Linked DNA regions of Mus musculus: all the other regions are linked to region 4. The links are chromatin contacts, called in public HiChIP or PLAC-seq and promoter capture Hi-C maps. All regions are on one chromosome and are shown on one strand. The core of a region is the stretch at or near the end of the contact, and the rest is flanking DNA. Distances in the headings are between cores, read along the strand shown. Region 1 has its middle 21 kb from the start of Gm31963. Region 2 holds the start of Cpsf6 (cleavage and polyadenylation specific factor 6). Region 3 holds the start of Ptprr (protein tyrosine phosphatase, receptor type, R). Region 4 holds the start of Cnot2 (CCR4-NOT transcription complex, subunit 2).

Region 1 (5,576 bases), core at 1,672-4,171, 620 kb before region 4:
AATGGAATCTGATGCCCTCTTCTGGTGTGTCTGAAGACAGCTACAGTGTGCTCATATACATAAAATAAATGATGAAAGAGAGAGAGAGATTGAATATTCAAGTCTGAGGGTCTGCAAGATAGCTCAGTGAAAAAAGGCCATTGGTCACCGAGGCTTACAACCTAAAGGAGAAAATGGAGTTCTGTGACCTGAACTGACAAATGCACACAAACACACAAATACGTATAGTACATTCACAAATAAGTATAGTACATTTATAAAGATTAGACAGAACATAATAGTGAAATTGACCATTGTGGTCATTGCGTAAGAATAACCACTCTGACCTCAGCACTCACTGTGGAGGTAGAGAAAGGTAGAGATCTCTGTGAGTTCAAGGTCAGCCTAGTGTTCACAGTGGGTTCCAGTGAGATCATGCAAATAAATAGATAGATAGAAAGACAGAGAGATAAATAAGAAAATCAATAACCACTTTAGCTAGGCATGGTAGCACTACATGACCTTACTTGCAGAGCACAGAGGTGAGTGAAGTCAAAAGTTCAAGGTCACCTCCAGCCACATGTGGAGTTCAAGTCCTGCCCGGGGTACATGGGACGAGACCTGAAGTGACCAGCTGTTCCTTGAACTCTGTGTGTGTGTGTGTGTGCACCTGATGGCCAAAACCAGTGCTGAGTACAGAGTACCCTTGCTGGTTAGCTTCTACCAATTTCACAGAAACTAGAGTCACGCTGGAAGAACAAACCTCCAGCTGAAGAGATATGCTTCCACCAGACGGAGTGTGGACCTGTCTGTGGGGCATTTCCTTGACTTCTAATGGATGAAGGGCCCAGCCCACATGGGCAATGCTACTCTTGGGTAAGTGGGTCTGGGCTGTGTAAGAAAGGTAGCTGGGCACCAGCTCAGGAGCAGATCAATAAGCAGGGCTCCTCTGTGGTCTCGGCTTCCATTCCCATCTCAGGCTCCTACCTCTAGTTCATGCCTTTGCCCCTTGATGGTGGATCATGGCTGGGACGCCCAATAAGTCTTTTCCTCCACAAGTTGCTTTTGGTCCTGGTGTTTGTCACAGTGACAGGAAAAGAGACTAGGTTAGCTTCTTTTGTAGAAAAGGAACTAAGAAAAAACAAACAAACAAAACAAATAAACCAATGGGCTCTCAGGTAGCCCAGCTAATTTCAGACTTACTGTGTAGCCGAGGACAATCTTAAACTTCTCTCTTGCTGCTACCTCCCAATTGCTGGAACATAGGTGTGTGCCACAGTGTGTCTTTTATGCAATATCTGATTGAGCCCAAGGCTTCATGGATGTAGTTAAGCATGTTTCACACCAAGCTTCATCCCTTGGTTAAAACAAAGGGTCGTTTAAACGAAGTCTTTCCACAGTACCACATCAAACCACAGTTGTGGCAATCTTTGCTTTCCTAGTCTAGCAAGATCGGCATTCCCTAGTAAACTTCAAGTCACATAGACTAGAGAGAAGTGTAGCTATACATAGGCAAAGGTATTAAAGCCAGATTGACTGTCGGTCAGCTGATGTGGGCCCCTGATCAGCGGCATCAGGGATGGGTTAGCATCTTCCATGGTTTTTGTCTTCAAGGAAATGTTTGCTTCCAGTAGATTTGTGAGATATCAATACAGTGGCAGAGAAGAATGTCTTCAGCAAAGGATCTCAGTGAGAGGGGAGTCAAAACTCTGAAAGACTGCATCCGTACTTGTTACTTTTCTAATGGCTGTGATCAAAACCAACAAGAAGCAACCTACGGGAGTAAGGGCTTATATTGGCTCACGGTTCGAAGGCACAGGCTGTTCATGGTGAGAAAAAACATGGCAGCAGAAGCAGCTGGCAGCTGCTCTGGTAAAAGCTCGAGGATGCTTGTTCACCTCCCTCCTGACCAGGACAAGAAGTAGGGCTTGGCTATAACCCTCAAGACCTGACAACCAGAGGCACACTTCCTCCTACCTACCTCTCAAAGGTTCCAGACTCTCCCAGAACAGTCCCGCTAGCTTGGGACCAAGTGTTTGAAAACCCGAGCCCATGGGAGATGTTTTACAGGCAAATTATACCACCACCAAAATTCTTGTAGGAGGCATACAGAAAATAGAATATGTACAGAAAACAAAATGAGTAATTTAAAGCCATAGACCGATGTACGAGCCAAGCCAGATTTCACATATGGGAGTGGCACTTGGACACAGGACTCAAGAAGCCAAAGGCAAGAGAAATGGGATCTTGTTTCCTGAGTTGATTTGTGAAGCTTCTATTTGGTAATAATATTCCCCCCCCTTTAAAGCCAGGTGAGGTGGCACAAGACGTTAATGCCAGCCTAGGGAGGCAGAGGCAGGTAGATCTCTGAGTTCAAGGCCAGCCTGGTCTACAGAGTGCATTTCAGGACAGTCAGGGCTACACAGAAAAATCTTGTCTCAAAAAAACAAAATAAAATTCTCTTCTTTAATCTAATGTGTGTATGTTTGCTGCGCATGCTGTGTGTACCACAGTGCTTATGGGATTCCCAAAGAATTAGAGTCACGGATGCTTGTAAGGAAACAGAAGTTGGGTCCTCTGAAAGAGCAGCAGGTACTGTTAGCTGCTGAGCCCTGTCTTTCTCCCCTCTCCATTTTATTTATTTATTTAGACCCAGGACCTCACTGTATAGCCCTGGCCAGCTATCTAAACCAGGCTAGCTCGGAACTCACAAAGATCTGCCTGCCTCTGTCTCTCAAGGGCTAGGATTAAACGTGTGCCTGGCTAGTATGTCTAACTCACGTGTGCACAAATCCTGTGTATTTGGTAGTTGCATAAGCAGATGTGAAACTGATGCTGACACAATATGGCCAAAAAACTCTGTGGCGAGGGGCTGGCCTGGGAGCCCAGCAAGAAGGTCAGCCTCCAGTGCTATGAGCACTGCTGTCTGAAGGTGGCAGCTTCTACCCTGGAGAATCTGTCTGGAGAGTCAAAAGACATGAAATACATTTTTAGAAGGTCAGTTCACATCTGCTTTCTATTTGTCATGTTTTGTCAGCACTTCTGTGAGAACAGGGCCATTACACCAGCCCAGAAAGCCAGAGGCAGCCAGATCCTGCAAGACTGGCACACCCCACACACCCCCACCCCTTGATCATGCCTTCCCTGCCACCCATCCTCAGAGCTGAAGATGCTGGTACAACCTCAACCTCAGCTCTCAGTTTCTGCCATGGTCAGTATGAAGAACAAGCACGAAGCACCCAGGCTTGCCAATCAACTGCTCTCCCTGCACTGCAGACCAACATTGACGACGCACAACTTAGGGGCTTCAGTCCACTGATGTGTTAATCATCTGACAAACAAGGAAAAGAAAATTCCCATCATTTTTTTTTTTAATTCTATTAACCATCTCCTCTAGCTGGGGACCTGGAATCTGTCCAAGAGACATACAGGCAAAGCCACTGGCTTCAGGAAAATCCCCGAACTAAGCAACCGAATTGCCTAGTCCTACTTATCAGGAGTAAGATTTCCCAACCGTGCTTATCTTGAAGCCTTTATCGGGAGCAAGGAGAGCTGGCTGTAGATGTGGTTCAAAGGGCAGCTGAGCAAGCACACAGGGTCCCTTGCTCGTCTCCTCCAGTCCTTCTATCGCCAAGCTCTGACTGGTTACGACAGGGTCGACAATTTGAAATGACTAGGCTTCCGTGACAGCTTGGGTCCCTCGTGGGTCGGTAGCAACAAACTTTCGGTGCTTTCTACTGAGCCGAAGAAAGTATCCAGTGAAGCACTCGGGAGTTCGAAGTCGTCCTTAGCTCACTGACTCTGTGAGATTCTGCTCAAAGCAAAGGAAGGCAAGAGTGGCAGCATCTGGTACTTGGCTAGAAAGAGACACTACCCAGTCTGGGTGAAGCCGAAGCACCAACATTATGGGCATTTCTGCTGTTGTTTGTTTTCTGAGACAGGGTTTCTCTGTGTAACCCTGGCTGTCTTGAAACTCTGTAGACCAGGCTGGCCTGGGACTCACAGAGATCCATCTGCCTCTGCCTCTGCTTCCTGAGTGCTGGGATTAAAGGCGAGTGCCACCACCACATGGCTATGGGTGAATGCTTTGAGGCCTCTGAGCAGAAGAAAGCTGACGACCAGGCCTGGGAATGTAGCTCATGGCTGAGCGTTGGCCTAGCGTGCACAGAGCTCCAGGGTTGACCTCCAGTACCATCCAAACTGGGGTACAGGCCCATAAAGTAGAGGCAAGAGGATCAGAAGGTTAAGGCAGTTAGCTCAGTAGAAAGTTTGAGGCGGCCAGCTCTACACGAGGCCCTGACTGAAAAGGAAAAGGAGTGAGCAGTTGCCATCTGTAACCTGCCTTATCAGGAGGCCAGAGCTCTGTGATCACAAACCGGCTCCTCGGGGACGATGATCACTGCGTTCTCTGCTGTGTTTAGAGCTAGTCTGGTGTGGACGCCCGACTCGCCAGCAAGGAAGACGCCACAACAGGATTCTTCTGCACACGTTTATTGGAAGAGCTTGATAGCGAAGGCGAAAGACCCCAGCCCCAAAACTGGTGCTGCTTATATAGGCCTAGGAGTGGCGTGTCTATACCTGATTGGTTGTGCTTTCAGTGCCTCATTTACATTCCCAGGGATGGGCTGTGACTTGACGTGAAACCCTTATGCACATGCGCACATTGGTGGTTTACCCGAACTTATGGGTGGTGGCCAGCAGTAACCAGCGCCATCTTGTAATGGTGTATGTGGCTTCCCACAGTCTGGAGATGAAGAAAGCACTTTGTTGGTTGCTGTCATTGCAACATTTTTAGGATCACTCATTGGCCCTGCTAGAAAACCACTCATTCTTGTGAAAAAATTCTCCAGGAAGGACAATAGGACAATAGGACTTGGTCTTTCTCTCTCTCTCTCTCTCTCACACACACACACACACACACACACACACACACAATCTCCAGACACACCAGAAGAGGGCGTCAGATCCCAGTACAGATGGCTGTGAGCCACCATATGGTTACTGGGACTTGAACTCAGGACCTTGCGTTCAAGATCTCTGGAAGAGCAATCAGTGCTCTTAACTACTGAGCGGTCTCTCCAGCCACCACCCTTTCTTTCTTTCATTTCTTCCTTTCTTCCTTTGCATATCTCCACAGGAAGAAAGAAATATTCAACTTAACTTCTCCTCCCCCTATACACACACACACAGAGAGAGAGAGAGAGAGAGAACTCTGCAAGTGTCTGAAACCAGAGGAGCCCCCAAACCAATCACTATTGGCAAGACCTTGTTTCAGGGTACAGAGAGCATTCAGCTAAGATTTTCTTGTCTACCTTCATCAAACAAAGCTGTATTCTAGGGAGAAAATCGAAGCTCATTCTGGTGGAGGCAGGCAGGTTCTGGCGATTGTCTTGTGTCGGTGGAACCCTCCTTGACGTGCATGCAGCTTTGGCAGATGGCCACAGACTTCTACACAGTGAGCAGAAGTTTCAAAATCTAAGTCACATTTGGACTGCAGATCGCGCTTGCCAGATGCGGGAGCTATTCCACGAGTCCTCAGAGATACGTTAATCTCCATTGCTCATTCTCTGCCACTTTGGTTGGTTTTGTTTCCTTTC
Region 2 (4,916 bases), core at 326-2,825, 800 kb before region 4:
AAGTGCTGGGATTAAAGGCGTGGGCCATCATTGCCCCGCATGCATTTGACCTCTAAGTAAACAAAATTTAGAGTCTAGGATTTTTCAACAGCGGTGGCCATCGTTAAGTCCCGTTTGTACCGTGGTCAATAGCGCTGGATTCTCTTCCGGGGTCAGGGTCTGATTCCCAGCACCCATGTAGTGGTTCATAAACCTGTCTAATACCAGTCTTAGTCGACTGATGTCCTTTTTTGCGCGCTCCCAGGACACTGCACACATGTGTAGTACACAGACTGTATGCAGGCAAAACACCCCGATGTATAAAAAAGGAATTTAAAGAAATGTTTATTCAGATTAAGAGATTAGTCTCTGTGACTGCAACCAAGATTTTACAGACATCTCAAGCATAGATGTTTCTTTAGGTTTTTGATGATTTCAGACCAGTCTGCATCTGGTATTTTTGTTATTATTATTATTTTGGTTATTGTTTTGCTTTTTTGTTAATTTGTTTGGCAGGGTGGGGCTGGAAGTGAGAGCAGTCAGAGGTGCTGAGTAGATCAGAGGACTACTTAAGAGGATTTGGTTCGGTTCTCTCTACGCTCCTTGAGAGCGCTGTGGGAACTGAATTTATATCAAGCACACAGGCAGCTGAGTGACCTGGTGAGTTTTTGAACGGGAAGGAAAGAAATAGGTGGAGCCGTTGGAAATGGAGAGAGATCTCTGAATCATATATCGGCGTCAAAAGGTGTGCACTTTTACGAGCCATGTAACCCCAGTTAAATAACTTATGCTCTACGAGTCCTTAGTTCTCTCATCTGTAAAACGGGATGTTTGGACCTCAAGCCACCGTTTTAATTTCCCTTCTAGCTCAGCATTCTGAATCCAGGAGTTCGTTGATTTAGGATACATCTGCTCTGTTGTACGTGCTCTAAAAATGAGGATAGAATCCTTTGAACGATGGCTGGAGAAAACCTACAACAGAGATAAAAAGGTAAAAGCAAGGGCAATGGGGGAGGAAGGGGGAAGAGGAGGATGTGAAGGAAGGAGCGGAAAAGATGCTTACAACTGCATAAAGATAAGAGATGCAAATATGCTATATGCAAATAACTCAAAAAATTCAGTTGTCTGAAGAAGCAAGAATAAGACATTGGCCAGGACATCATATCTCGCTTTTAATTGCGTACACATAACTCTCATCTCTCGAAACCTTGGAAGCAAAAAAAAAAAAAAAAAGTAGGAAAAAAATGAAAACGCAAATATATAAATATCTATCTCTCTCTATATAGATGTATATATATCTATATCTCTCACTAGATAGATCTCTCATCTATAGATATGTAGATAGATAAATAGTGCCAGAAGCAGTTTGAAAAGACAGTCTCTGAAAACAAGCGGGTTCCATGGCATGCGGTATGGCGGGGTAGCACAGGAAATCACGCCCCTGCCCCAGCCGCGGCTTAATCCTGCACACAAAGGAACGAGTTAGCGCCTCGGAACCGCCGCGGACCTTCGGCGGGGTCCCCCGTCACCAGCAGCGGGCCGCTGCGCCCTGGTCTCCGCCCCTCGGAAGTGACGTAGGGCGCCCCGCCCCCACCGCCAGATCCGCTGCTGCTGCCTCGGCGGGCCGACCTGCAGGAGGCGGCGGCGGCGGCGGCCGAGGCCGAGGGAAGATGGCGGACGGTGTGGACCACATAGACATTTACGCGGATGTGGGTGAAGAGTTCAACCAGGTACGTGAGGGTCCGGGCTCCGCCGCCGCCGCCGCCGCAGACTGTGCCGCGGCCCGGACGCCCGGCTGACCAGGGCCGCCGCGGGCCGCGAGCCGGCTTCGCTGCAGACCGTGCGCCCTTGGCGCCTCCGGGCCGCGCCGCCGTGCGCGACGGCCCCTCAGCCCTTGTTCTCGCGCGTCGTTTTGCGGGCCGCGGGGCTCTGGAGCGCGGGGCCCGGTCGCCCTGCAGCCGCCCGCCCGGTTCCTCCGGACGGTCTCCCGCTCCATTGTTGGCTCGGTGGCGGGCGCTTCCCGCCGAGCTAGGCCGCGTGTGCGGGGCGGGGAGAACGGGCCGCCGCGCCCCCTCCCCCGCGGCCGGCCAGAGGGGAAGCCCTGGCCCGGCCGCGCGCTCGCCCGCCGCCTCCATCCCGGCCCTGCCGCCTCGGGTTCCGATTCCTCCTCCCGCCGCTCCATTTTGTGTCTCTGTCCGCGCACGGTCGCCTCATGGAAGGCCGCGTTCACAGCCCTTTGTATCCCGCGCGCCCGCTCTCCCTGGGCTCCCGCTCGCCTTTGCGACGGGTTTCGGCGTGGCGCCCGGTTCCTTGCTCGCCGGTCCCCTTAAGGGAAGGCTGCTTAGGTTTGGTTCCATCCGCAACAAGTCATCTGACTTTTGGAGCCACCGATCGCATTTAAAAGTCGGTGCGTCGGCCCGCCTTGGTCATCGAGGGTTTGCAGTGCCTCCGAGGCCCAGTCCTTGGCCTTTGTGAAGCGAAATATCGGAGAGGATAAATGGCTTGCGCCAAAGACTTGGGAGCGCGGTGGCTGGACAGAACAAAAAAGATGGTGGTATCCTAGCTTAACAGACCGGAGAGACTGAAAGGGAGACCGGCCACTCGGAATCGGAATCCTGGGTAGCGTGCCTGACAAGTCGTTGTGAACGTGACTGTAGTTTGAAAGCGAAGTGTTTGCCCTGTGGGCTCGACTTCACGGTTTGAAAGGCTGGAGAAAGTGAGACGTGTAAGGTTTTCCGGTCTCACCCGCCTGGGATGCCTAGAACCAGCGTCTCATGATGAATAAATATCCTTGGAAGGGTCTGCTTGCCAGGGTTTGGATCGTCTAGCCTCTTACTGCCCTCTAAATATTTTTTTTTTTTTAGTGCATTTCCTATATTCACGGTTTTCAAATTTACACCCCACCATATTAAAAAATTCTAAGGTACGGATGAGAACCTGAATAAAATGCCATTGGTTTGTATGGCGTTTTCCCTCCATTGTTTATGACTAGGGATATAAGACTTGAACGAAACAGTGAAAACTCTTAAATCCTTACTGCTTCGTTTTTCAAGAATGACTGTGCTTTTGGCTTAAATGTTAGAAAAGAAAAGCAAATTGTCGTAGGATTTTAATTACTGCTGACAGAGTTTCTCTGTGTAGCCCTGGCTGTTCTGGAACTCATTCTGTAGTCGAGGCTGGCCTCGAACTCAGAGAGATCCGCCTGCCTCTGCCTCTGCCTCTGCCTTCCGAGTGCCTGGAGAGGTTAAACTTTTTTGACCTCAACGAGGAACTACTTTGTAGGCCTCTTTTTTATAACTGTAGCTTTTCGTTGACTTGGTACTTTTAGCATTGTATCTAATACGTGGTTGTGTACTTTTACAAGTAAAATCTTTGTAGGTTTAAGTAGATTAATTGGGAGATTTAAGTAACTTTTCCCAAAATACCTTGTTTGCAGCTCTGGATACTGAATGAACCCAGGGCTTTGCACATCTGGCTAAGCATTCGACCCTGAGCTATAGCCTCGCTCCGGAGGCATTACTTGTTACTGTTTTCTTCGTATAATTGACTTTTATGATTTGCTTGCTCTGAATTTTGAACAAGAAAAGTAGCCACAGAAAGGTTGCCAGTTATCTTAAGATTTGTTATATTTTCTGTGTTACTGTCATTGATTACCCTATCATTCTGAGATTCTACCAGAATTAAAAGCAACAACAAAATTATTTATTGATTTAATTTTCTGGTCCCTCCCTCCCTCCCTCCCTCCCTCCCTCCCTCCCTCCTTTTTGTTAGGTTTTGTTTTTGGGTCCCCCCCTAGTCCCCCAGTCTTGTAGCTTTGTTGACTTAGAACTTATTGTGTATCCCAGGTTTACTTTTTTTTTTTTTTTTTAATTTATGATTGCACCACCTGCTGCCTCCCCCTCCCCAGTGCTTGGATTGTAGCCTGTGTCTGGCTCCTTTTTCCCTCCTTACCCTTACCGTTGGGAGTTTGCACTCAGGTCTTTGCACATGCTAGGCACTTTACTCCTCTGCAACATCCCTAGTAATCTGGTCTCTCTTAATAGATGGTAACCTTATTTCTACTCGCTGCTATAGTAACCAGTGTGATTATTTGACTGTAGTTGAGCAAAATATTTTTCAGAACTGATCATTAGATGTTTTAAATTATTTTGAGTTTTAAACATTTATAAAAGTTAAGTTTTGTATTATTATTTACTTTTTCTTTCTTTCTCTGTCTTCTTTTTTTTTTAACAAACATTTTTTAAAAGATTTATTTTATGTATATGAGTACATACAGATGGTTGTGAGCCTTTATGTGATCGTTGGGAATTGAATTTAGGACCTCTGCTTGCTCTGGCCAACCCCACTAGCTCCGGCCCAAATATTTATTTATTATTATAAGTTCACCGTAGCTGTCTTCAAACACACCAGAAGAGGGCATCAGATCTCATTATGGGTGGCCGTGAGCCACCATGTGGTTGCTGGGATTTGAACTCAGTACCTTTGGAAAAGAAGTCAGTGCTCTTAACCACTGAAGCCATCTCACCAGCCCTGTCTGTCTTCTTTTTTAAAAAACCTGTATGAGTCTTTTTTCCTGCATGAATGTCTTCACTAGGTGGGTGCCTGGTGCCCAAGGAATCCAGAAAAGGGAGTCAGACTTCCTGGAACGAGAGTTATGAGGCCTGTGATCAACCACATAAGTGCTAGGAGTTAAATGTGAGTGCTCTGAAGAGCAGCCTGTGCTCTAACCATTTAGCCATTTCTCTAGCCCCTAAACACATCTTTTGTTGTCTAATGTGAGCTGCAGTTTTAATTGTACTTTGAAACTCTGTCTAGTCATTAGTCTCTTTTTACTATTTAAAATGGTATACTTTTAAAAGGCTTTTTGTATTTTGGCAAAGCACAATAAATTGCAGAAAGTATGAGACTGGAGTATTAAGCTTTATTGCGAGGTAAGA
Region 3 (5,698 bases), core at 2,237-4,736, 560 kb after region 4:
TTATTCTATTAGAATCAGTTTTGCCTACGTTTCCAGCAACTACTTTATGAGGACGTTATCGATGGCATCTTAGAATACTTCATAGGTGGGAGAAATTGGCTGAAGGGATGGGATGTTAGTGCTCTTAGCTATATTGGGAACTTGAATTTTTTGTAGTATATAGTAATAGGTCTGAGAGCCTGTGTGTTTTTTTTTTTTCTTCCAGACTATGTTGTCAGTTGGCACTACTGCATCTTGTTATTTGTGCCTTAAGCAACTTAAGCAACTGGCTGGACGATAAGTATGATTTGTTTCTTTAGATCTGTGGCAATTAGCTGTCACGTGTCATTCAACTTCTTAGCTATGAGCTAAGCAGCTTCGTTGGCCTTCCTTACCCAAGAATGACAACTGCATTGCACTGTTTGCCCTTCCCACAGACATGACAAACATATCACAGTTTGCCCCCTATTGAGACTGCCAGAACTTGGGGTTACCATGCCATAGGCAACCATACCAAGTAATTGGAGATGACACTCACATTGAAAGTAATTTCCAGCCTTATCGTTAGAGACATGGCTATGCCCCAGGCAACAATTCCCAGCACAGCTGAGAACACTTACAGTCCATCTCATTATTTAATTTACTCCATTTGTCGAGCATCCTAAGATACCATCATTTGTGATACCACCATAAAGTAGTTGCTGGCAACCTGGGTATGACTGATATCGAGCAATTAGCTTTTCAGCCAAGCAGCTAATGTGTATAGGTGTCACTGTCCTTTCTAAAAATAGAGTCAGCCTCTGCCCTGGGAATGTGGCTTTCTTTACAAGAGACAAGCTCAGATATTCAACAAGTAAAAGGCTTGGAGGCTTCTTGATCTCTGCTCTCCCAGCCACTTACTTTCTGATTACCTAAATCTGTGGGAGCAGAGGTCAAGAAAGCCACATTTATTTGAGTTCTGATGAAAAGCCCAAACAGTAATATTAGGTAGCTCTGATGCATTTTAATCTGATGACAGCCTGTGACCCACAAATTGCTGTTTAAAATTAAAAATGAATCCAAAATGAAACTGGCAAGACAATTACAATCCCAGACTTGTAATCTGCTTTGACAAGACACCATTCCAAAGCACTGTATTAAATACAAATACAATTAATGTATATGTAGCATACTGCAATTGAAACCTGAAATATGTAGTAAATCACCAGTTGCCTTATGAAACTAAACTTGGCTGGATAATCTTATTTTTAATCTTTTTTTACATGTTAAGAAGGCAAAGTGCAGATTATAGATTTGCTTTGACTTTTGTAATACACACTTTGGCAAACCTCCAGACATCATCGAGGGATGCAGACTTCATCGAGGGATGCAGACTTCCAGGTTTCACCTCTGATGAGAAAATGCTCTCTATTTCCCTTATCCCCAGGGTTCATCCATAATAAATTAGAAATGTTTTCTGCATGCTTAATATGAAGTCTATTTATAATTTCAAGCTTATAACTACTTAGTATGCATTAATTACAATCCCTAACATTTGTTTATACATAATTTTCAAGAATAACTTCACTGATGTATTTTATCAGATAATTAATTACTTAACTGGATAGCAATGAAAACTTTTTTTTTGGCAATGGCTATTTTTTCAGTTGTACCATTAAACAGTATTGGATGTAAAACAATAACAGTGTTCATGTTTTCATCATCATATATTTTAACGTTAAATAATTACATGTGGCAATGAAATGTTTGCAAATAATTTAATGACCAAATCATAGCTTTTTCTCCCACTGGTTTTTCAAGATACCAGAGAACCACTGAACACCCCACAATGTAATATTGTATCTATGATAATTAACACACATCCTTAATTATAGCCTTATTGTTCCTATACATTGTTTGTTTCTAAATTCACAATGCATTTAAATAGCAATTGCTGGGACAAAAAAAGTACTACATCTCACTCCCATCATTGCATACATGAAAAAAAAAACACTCAGTCTTTTGGAGCACTATAACAAGGATTGTAGGTGTGTGTGTGTGTGTGTGTGTGTGTGTGTGTGTGTGTGTTCACAGTAGCATAATACACTCCCACTCGGTGTACTTAGAGAAATGAATGCGTGTGAAAGAAACTCAAAGAAAAGGTCTGTGCTTGCTACAGGATCACTGCATGGACAACTGCGGTCTCGGCAGGGTTCCTGAAATCTCTCTGCCATGTTTTATTTTGGTTCCCGTGTGTGAAAATCACCTAGGGTGCAGTCCAGTGAGCCTGTCCACAGGGTTAGAGGAGCCAGGTGACACCGAATATAAAATTCCTAGGCACTTTATCAGCTGTGCATCCCTAGAACTACACAGTGATTCTTGTGTCCAATCTATTTTTATGTGTTTACACTCTCGCTGCCTCCCATCCAATCTATCCTGGGGACACAGTGATAAAAAACCCCCAGGCTTGTCAGCGTGGTTGGGTTTTTCTTTACTGACTGCGGATACTGACCGTGGTGCTGAAATAGAGAGGAGCCTCCGGTTTGAAACCTTTCCTTCCTCTTATTGGTTCAGAAAACCCGAATGACAAGAGCAGGGGCCAAAGCAGCCTAGAGCAGCATGATGAATAAACCGAGCATTTGGCTCTTAGGGGCGGAGATGCAGACCGTCAGGTTACAGACAGGGCATCCCCGTGAGCGCTCGCTACACTGGGAGATCTTATGGATGTAGCCGCTGCAGTAGGAAGGGCTTCATCCAGCAGGGTGTCTCATCTCTTTTTCCCTGTAAAATGTGCAACCAAGCGCAAAGCCTAGAAGCACAAGCAGGAAAGCTCAATGGAGGGGGGACCAAATCTATATTCACATTAAAAACTGTTCACTCTTCGCCATGCAAGATAAAGAAGGGAGAGCTGAATTTAGCCTAAGTTTTCAGCCCTAGCCTTCCAACAGGTGCACTCTCTCACCCCTCAGACATTATCCCAAATCTTTCTCTGCCAGGCAAGCTTTCCCTGGAGTCCTCTAGCGTGTGCTGTTTCCCATCTTCTCCTTAGCTTCAGCTCTGAACCCCGCAAGCCCTTACCTGCAGCATGAAGATTAAGAAGCAGGCACAGCGCAGGGAAGCCGACCGCTCTCCTCATAGTGTGTGCATTGAGGGTCAGAGGAGAAACTCCGCCGCAACCCCACTCTAGGCTAAGTGCTATTTGAGAGAACCACTGCCAAGAGTCCTTTGATCCCGGGCATCCGATGACAGGGTCCTCCGCTGGGGTACACAGAGCAGTCTGTGGCGTGCCTACAGAACCGAGCACCTGCTTCCTCTCCGCAAGGGATGGGGAGATACGAGAGTAGGATGCTGCGGGAGATGGGGACTCGAGGCTGATGGGGGCAAGACGCTCAGAAGAGGTGAGAGTTTGGCCTTCTGGAAGCCCGCAGCCGGTGGTGACAGTGGGGTGGACTCTAGTGCCAGCCTCCGAGCCAGGCAGCGCCTCTGCTGCCTGTGCAGCTAGCAGCAGCCGAGACACACCGAGGCACTGAGCATGCCCAGCTCCGGCCCTGGCTAGGGAGTTTCAAATCGAAATTCCACCTCTCCGGGTCTTAGCTGAGACTGCGAGGGGAACAAGCTCCACGAGGAGGAGGAGGGGGAGGAGGGGCTGGAGGCTAGCTTTAGGGACCTCCTAAATCTGAGGTCCTAGAGTTCCTCCTAAATCTGGGCGGGGGGAGGAGTTGAGTGGGGAGGGAAGAGGCGGGGCCAGGACCACAGAAACCCAAGGAGGGAAGTGGAGGGGGCCACTCATCTGGTTCCTTCCTCACATTTTTGAATCACGCGTGGACTCAGCTCACTGTGGCAACTAAATGCTTGCAGGCTGACCAGTTTCCCAGTATGTCCCCACCCTAGTGAAGCATAGGCAAGCAGCGAGTTCTGGCCTGGTTGGGCAAATGTTCCCACTTACAGCCTGCTGTGTTTAAGCAAACGGGATATTCCGAGAGCGCCCCCTTCTTGCCAATGAGCTCACCCCAGGCTTCTTTCTTCCAATCTTTGTACTTCCACTAAATTCAAGCCTCAAGTCTTTGACTGGAGTGCTTGAAAACAGGGAGGTCATACTTACAGGGTAGGGAAGTACACCCGTGTAATACGAAGGAAAGGAACGGTCTTTGGTGTTTTATGGAAATAATTACCTAAGATTTTATCATTAATTTAAAAAATAATGTATTGGGGTATTTTGCTTGCATGCCTGTCTGTCCACCACGCCTGTGTGTCATTGCCCTCAGAGGTCAAATGAGGTTGTTAAAAGGCTAGGATTGGATTTATGGATGGTTGCGAACTGCCACGCGGTCGCAGGAATAAGACCCGGGTCTTCTGGGAAAGTAAGGAGAGCTTTTCACAGCTGAGCCACTCAAGCCTTATCAACTTAACTCGACTTCTCCGCTCCAATCCTGTACCTTTAACGAGGCTCGCACAGTGTGCAAATATATGCACTTTTAGTTCCTTTACCTAAGTTGGTAGGATGAAGATCCTTACCATTCTAGTGACTAATTACTCTAAGGCCAAATGTCCCTCAGCCAAGCTCCCTTCAAGACTGTTCATCTTCTGCTTCTATTCGCAGGTTTCCCTTCTGCCTCTTCGGCAATGGACCTCACTCAGACCACTGCCCACCCAGTTGCTTACAAAGGTCTAAATTTGTTTTTTTCTTAAGAAGCTTTGGGCTAACCTGACATTATAATGTCCTTCCTCTTCCCCGCTTTTTGAACACCGCCACACACACACACACACACACACACACACACACACACATATATATATATATATATATATATATATATATATATATATTTTTTTTTTCCTCTCTCTCTCTCAAACGGTTCGTTTATCTGTGACACACATTTCGCCAACTGCAGGCTCTTTGAGAAGCTCTAAATTTTGCATTAACTTAAATTGAATAAAATCGTGCTGGCCAAATACGAGGTAGTAATAAGTGCTCATTGAATTGAACTGCGAGGCTCATTGAGTGCTTTCTTCCTGCATCCCCTGAGGACTGAGACAGCTAATAGGAAGCCAGATAATCAACAGAACCGAAATTAGGACCGGCCTCAAAGGCTCTGGGTGCTCAGGCAGTGCCACCTATTTCTTTTATAATTTTTTGTATCAAGAGCTCTGAGAAGACAAGGCCAGGAATTAAACTCTAACAGGTGGAGTGTGAGCAAGATGACATGTATTTTTAATACCTCACCATTCTCTCTGTCCTAAAAATAGAAGCATAAAAAGCACTCTTGCTGCTCCCCTGGTTGTGCCTGTGACTGTAGTGGGCTCTGCCTCTGAGGACCAGAGTTTCGCCGAGACTTTTCTGCAATCTTTTCTGCAGCTTTGACCCTTGCATCAGAGTTTCTTTTTCTGTTTCTGTTTGCCATATTATTTTCTGATATACAGGCAGTTATATTTCTATAGTTTATATTCTTTCATCCATACTCCTTTGGCCCTAGGATACAATCTCTAGAATGACAGAGTTGTAGACAGGGTTTCTATTCCTGCACAAAACATCATGACCAAGAAACAAGTTGGGGAGGAAAGGGTTTATTCATCTTACACTTCCCACATTGTTGTTCATCACCAAAGGAAGTCAGGACTGGAACGCAAGCAGGTCAGGAAGCTGATACAGAGGCCATCGAGGAATGTTACTTACTGGCTTGCTTCCCTTGGCTTGCTCAGCTTGCTCTCTTATAGAACCCAAGACTACCAGCCCAGGGAT
Region 4 (5,526 bases), core at 2,519-5,018:
CCCAGGATGACCCTTCCTTCCCTCGAGTCTAGGTTACCCTCAAATGTGTGCGGATCTCTTTGAGTCAGCTTCCCAGGTGTTGGGATTAGAGGTGGCTCAATGTCTAACTCTAAATAGTGGTTTTGATTAAAAAACAAACCAACCAAACCAAAAAAACAACCAATTTCCCCTAAGATCAAAACCTGAAAGGAATGTAGTGCAGTTACCATGTTCTGACCCATGAAGCCCTGAAGGGTCTCAGTTACTACCAGTGTAAGGTTGTACCAATTCCTATGTGTACATGTTACACTGGCAGGCCGAGCACAACAGGGAGGAGCGAAGGGATGAGAGGCACCTGCTTTTATTCTAAGGGTTGTTCTGGGAGAATACTGCATGATAAGGACTAGAGAGAGGGAGAGATTGTAATCAACTGGTCATCAGTGCTATCACGTGGCTCTGACGTAGGCTAGGAAGTCTTTACTCCAGGTAGCCATGTGCCCACATTTACTACTCAGAAAGAGAAGGATTTGGGGAAACAACTAGCAGTCTGTGCAAGAAGGCTGGAACCAGAGCATAGGAGAAGGCAGAGCTTGAGCGGCCATTTGGGTTTACTCTATATGTACATATGGGAGCTAGAGTAGGGTTTTAAAACACCAAGGAACATAACTGAATAAAAACATTAAAGTGATGCTTCTGGCTGGTACACAGGAACAGTTGACAGGAGTGGGCTGCTGAGAAGGGGCGGGGTTCAGAACATTTGTAGAGTTCTCAGTAAATGCTGCTAAGATGGATGCAGACAGAAGTCACAGTGGCTTCCTAACTCCAGGCTAAATCTGTAAACAGGGTCACTGCTGATGGGATTCGGGCGAGGGAGAAGTCAGCCATGCTTTTCCAGGCAGTCTGAGGTCCTTGTCCTTTCCGTTCCTTGTCACGGCAAACATGCTACCTAGTAATTTTGTTTTTTTTTTTTGTTTTGTTTTGTTTTTCGGAGACAGGGTTTCTCTGTGTAGCCCTGGCTGTCCTGGAACTCACTCTGTAGACCAGGCTGGCCTTGAACTAAGAAATCCGCCTGCCTCTGCCTCCCAAGTGCTGGAATTAAAGGTGTGCGCCACCACCGCCCGGCAGCAACCTAGTATTATATCCACATTTTTTGGTTTGTTTTTTAAGGGAGGCCTTTCCTTCTGCAAATATATACAAACTCATTTTTTCCTTAATAAAGCCTTTCCCCCTCAATCCAATCGAGTTTTCTATGAGGTGCACAAAACAACATCTCTCAAAACCACATAAATATACTCATCAGTATGAACTATTTTCAAGCAAAAGTAACAAAATTATTAGACCTGTTCACTATCAAAAATATTTTTAAGACAAATTGGATAACTATGATCATTATTAACAACTGTTATGAAGCTGTTTTATTGGAGACAGATCTTATAGAATATGTTGTTCAGGTTAGCCTCAAATTTTGATTGACTCTCATGCCTAAGTCTCCACAGTAATAGGTTACAACAAATGTCACTATGTCTGGCTTTGAAGATGAAGTCATTTTGTTTTTACAAGGTATTAATATATATGTATGTGTGTGTGTATATATATATATATATATATATATGTATATATATATATATATATATACATATATATATATATTCCTGTGTCATCTGCAACTAGCTATGCAGACCAGGCTGATCTGGAACTCAGAGATTGGCCTGTCTCTGCTTTCCATGTGCTAGATATAAAGATCTGTGAAATTATGCCCTGAAAAGAAGTTTTCGGTGCGACAGGATGATTTAAGATTTTTATTGAGTGCATACATCTTTTATTGAGTGCATACATCGTCACGTTGAGCCATCAATACAGCCTTTAGCAAATGCTAGGACGTTCATGGAGTTTTTCCTAGCATCCCTGTTCCACACATTAATTAAGAAAATGGTCTTATCTCACCTGGTAAAGTCCAAGCATAGCAATACTCTCAGACCTTCCCCAGTGACAGCAATGTTTAAATTTTGACAAAAATGTGTTTTTAAGTTAATATACGTAAGAAGAGTAATGAATTAGAATATTTAATGTTACTTAATGTGATAATGCTACTACATACACATTAAGGGCTCCCAATAACGAGCAGCCAGATTAAGGTGCTCTGCATTGCATGCATTCACGCACATGAGCTGCACACGCCTAGAGTAGCCAGTCTTTGAACACACTACCTTATGGCAGTAGATGCTAACTTGAGAGGAAGAGAAAGCAGACGAGACAGGAAGGCACGGTTGGGGGAGGGGCCATGTAGGACTGTGTTGTTCCTTCTTGAATTTCCCTAAAGTGAAAAACCAACAAAACACAAAACGGTGAAAAGGAGTATTTAATGAAATGAACAACCTAGCAAAATAAACCTTTTTTTTCTACTGGCTACACCAGTTCCTGTCCGCATTTAAACAAATTTGCATATCTGCTGATACTGCATATCTGCTATGTCAAATTACTTTCAAAACCATGACAAAGGTACTTTTAATTTCACCGTAGGCTATTGTATCCTATTTCTTGCCTTTAGCTTTCTATGATAAAAATATATATCGCTTCCGTTTATCACAGAATCTATATCTAACTATATAGACTGGCGGGCTGGAAGGAGGTAATTTATTAAACTACAGCAGAAACTTTATTTACTTCAAATGAGTAGTAATCCGCATTAGTAAGCTCTACCACTCAAACATGAACAGCGATACGTTATGAAACTCGCAACTTCAAAGCACAAAGAGGCTTTTTAGCAAGTTAAGTAACCGTAAAACACGAAGTTTGTGGATGTTCAAAGGTGTAAACTAAGAGTATTACAGCAATAAAAAGTAATTTCACTTTCAGGGACAGTCCGGCTTTGGAGAGCAAAACACTTTAGTTCCCAACCACAGCCACCGTATTTTCAAAAGGTCTAGTGGATGAGCCAGCTGGTCACTAAGGTTTACCAAGGGCGCGCCGGGCGGGAACTAAATAAAGTGCCACAAACACCGTTCGGTTAGATTAAGTACTCCCGGCAGTGCTTTAAAAACACGCTTCCCCCTTACTTCCTCTCACCAGGTTTAGACCGGGGGGGGGGGGGGCAGGTAAAAAAAAGGGGAGCATGAAAAGGAAGAGGGGGCGGCGATCAAACGCCTAGGTTCCAGCGGAGGGGAACTCACTGCTCGGGAGGTGCGGGCGGCGTGCGGCGGGTGTCTGGGGGAGCGCACCCAGGTAGCGCAGGCAGCGGGGCGGTGGGAGGACCGAAGCACCGCAGGCACCGCACCGCACCGCGCCGCGCAGCAGGCTGGGGACAGCCCGGGGACAGCCCGCAGGAGGTGCTCGGGGGCGGGGTGTCCGAGGAAAACACAAACACAAACACGCTGCGCGTCCCCCGGTGGGCGGACCCACGCCACCCTCGGCTTCTCCCCGCCCCCGAGGCCGCGCTCGCCCGCTCGCTCGGACCCCAGGCCGCAGCTCCAGGCGTGGCCGCAGCAGCTCCCGGCGTGGCGGCGGTCTGGCTTCGGGAGCCCGGAGAGGCCGCCCAGGCCCCACTCTCCTCGGTCACCGCCACAAGACAGCGCCGCACCTTCCGCGGGAGGCGGCGGAAGCCCGGGAAGGCTCCAGGCGAGCGTTGTGCTTCTCACGGTCGACTGGCGTACGGGCGGCGTTCCGTCCATTCGGCGAGCCTCGCTCGCTCGCCGGCTTCTGCTGCTGCAGCCGCCGTCGCCGCCGCCTTCGAGCGGAGTCGGAGCGACGGGGGTCACGGCGGGGGTCAGAGGGTAAAGGTCTTGCTCCCAGCAGCCTCCGCGGTGGATACGTCGCCATCTTGGATCCGCGGGACAAGAAAATTCATGCGGTGAGTTTTTGGCCAATTTTCGGAAGTCTGGCGGCGGGGCACGCGGCGGGGGAGGCGGATTGGGGGCCCCCTCAAGGCGGGGGAATGCCTCGGGGCTGGTCCGGTCGCGCCCGGGGTCCGCGGGTAGCGTCCCGGCCCGCCGCTTCCCGTTGCTTTTGTCTCGGCTCCAATCGAGAGAGGGAAGAGCGGAGCGGGCGGGCGGGCGGGCGGGGAGGGGGTGGCGGCGCTGGAGGAGGGAGGGGGTGTGTGGCGGGGTGGACGGGACGTAAAGCGTCGCCGTGCTCGGGCCGCCACCGCCGCCACCACCGCAGCTACCGCAGCCGCAGCCGCTCCGGAGCTTAGGCCCGGGCCCCCGCTGCCCGCCGCGGGGCTTCCCCGGCTCCCGCCGGCGCGGAGCAGCCGCTGCCGCCGTGCTGCTTCCTGGGCTAGGAGAGAAGGCAGCGGCGGCGGTGGCGGCGGCAGCAGCATCCAGGAGCCCCGGCCACTGGACACGGCTCCTGCCTGCCACGTTCCCAGCAGCTGCTGGTCCTTGAAGCTTTACGTTTCTGGCCATACACGCGCATCCTCCGCCACTTGTGTGGTTTTCTTTTCTTTCTTTCTTTTTTTTTTTTTATTTGTTTGTTTGTGTAAGATGGGGACATCGCACTGGCTAACGGGCCTCGGGAGCCTCCAGGCCCTGAGCTATACCGAAGGGGCCTTTCTTGCAAGGTGGAAAGGCGAGAGAGAAACTCAGATGCTGCTTCTGCCCCCGTGCCTGGAGTGGGAAGCCTCTCTAGTGGTGTAGCCTCTTGAGTTCCGATGGTCCTGGGGCGGCGGAGGAGGAACCCGAGCCACTCTTGTGAAGTTGCAAGCCCTGGTTTCTACTTCCGCCGGGCCCCCTCTACCTTTTGCCGTTTTGTTTTAGGTCTTCACTTCAAAGTTTCATAGAAGAAATAAGTTGGGTTAAAAGAAACCCGGTAGTTCTTAATTGAGGTACTGTTTGCTTAGGAGAAAAGCTTATAATTCTTGTTATCTGTAGGCCCTTCGGGAAATCTAATTGTAATTTTATTTTTGTAAAATTATTTCTAAGGTTTTGTTATTTGCATTTACGTTAGATCCAATCAGTACGCTTTTACCTCCAAAAGAAAATAAAAATAAATAAATCTTACACATAGGTACTTTCTTGGAAATCCTAGGGGGACATCTCCACTTTTCAACATCTGGGAAGACAAGTGTTAAGAGTGTTTTGCTTCATTTTCATTAAATCCTTAGTCAAAGATTTCTCTTTAATCATCTGGACAGTTCCTAATAAAATACAGCAATATGATCCTTAGATTATTGGCAAATGGTAGAACGTTAACCAGATCTGTTCACAAGGGACACACTTAATGTTCAAAACTGAATACATTTTCTATTACTCTCTATAGTGAGAAGTTTTAGGGAGATGGAATCGTGTTCCTATAGATTTCCCTTTCCAAATAAGTGGGTGGTAACTTTCACAACAGTTTTATGTTTGGGAATGCTTTGTATATTCAACAACAGTTCCTTCTCAGAAGTCACCTTTGTAGTTTTGTAAGGTAATTTTATTCCAAGTTGGAAGTGTTTAAAAATCCAGTACACTGAAATGGTTGTCTACATTCAAATATTTGTCTGTGTTCAGGTTTTGTGTCTTTAATATGTTTTCTAAATGGTCCCTTGTGCTCTGCCTATCCAGTCTGTTG

Evidence for each region. Promoter capture Hi-C pulls out the DNA fragments that hold promoters and counts their contacts. HiChIP or PLAC-seq counts read pairs in DNA pulled down with a chosen protein or histone mark.
Region 1: an H3K27ac HiChIP or PLAC-seq map of extraembryonic endoderm stem cells shows a contact between it and region 4, with 3 times the contacts expected there. The contact joins the enhancer-like site here to the promoter of Cnot2 in region 4. A contact is called at or near these places in 1 of 39 promoter capture datasets (cranial neural crest), 7 of 484 Hi-C or Micro-C datasets (CD4 T cells, the G1E-ER4 cell line, cardiomyocytes and 3 more), 4 of 115 datasets of contacts at active chromatin or transcription factors (cardiomyocytes, embryonic forebrain, extraembryonic endoderm stem cells and 1 more) and 2 of 9 other capture datasets (adipose tissue and liver).
Region 2: a contact with region 4 is called in a promoter capture Hi-C map of pre-B cells, with 3 times the contacts expected there. The contact joins the promoter of Cpsf6 here to the promoter of Cnot2 in region 4. A contact is called at or near these places in 1 of 39 promoter capture datasets (pre-B cells) and 1 of 484 Hi-C or Micro-C datasets (the N1E-115 cell line).
Region 3: a promoter capture Hi-C map of hippocampal neurons shows a contact between it and region 4, with 2.2 times the contacts expected there. The contact joins the promoter of Ptprr here to the promoter of Cnot2 in region 4. A contact is called at or near these places in 2 of 39 promoter capture datasets (the 3T3-L1 cell line and hippocampal neurons).

Annotation. Positions count from the first base shown.
Region 1 is chr10:117,201,161-117,206,736 of GRCm38.p6, reverse strand. No RefSeq gene overlaps it. Among named protein-coding and RNA genes, the nearest start is that of Gm31963, 21 kb to the left of the region's middle. Within about 2 kb of position 2,921, at least 36 of the 459 cell types and tissues checked have an H3K27ac peak or open chromatin away from gene starts, as enhancers often do. A contact at or near this core is called in extraembryonic endoderm stem cells, where this site is marked.
Region 2 is chr10:117,373,632-117,378,547 of GRCm38.p6, reverse strand. It overlaps Cpsf6 (cleavage and polyadenylation specific factor 6), which reads left to right and starts at 1,575. Exons shown (of 10, transcript NM_001013391.2): 1 at 1,575-1,709. The coding sequence starts at 1,650.
Region 3 is chr10:116,016,151-116,021,848 of GRCm38.p6, reverse strand. It overlaps Ptprr (protein tyrosine phosphatase, receptor type, R), which reads right to left and starts at 3,486. Exons shown (of 14, transcript NM_011217.2): 1 at 3,037-3,486. The coding sequence starts at 3,094.
Region 4 is chr10:116,579,753-116,585,278 of GRCm38.p6, reverse strand. Cnot2 (CCR4-NOT transcription complex, subunit 2) reads left to right here and starts at 3,768. Exons shown (of 16, transcript NM_001037846.3): 1 at 3,768-3,826.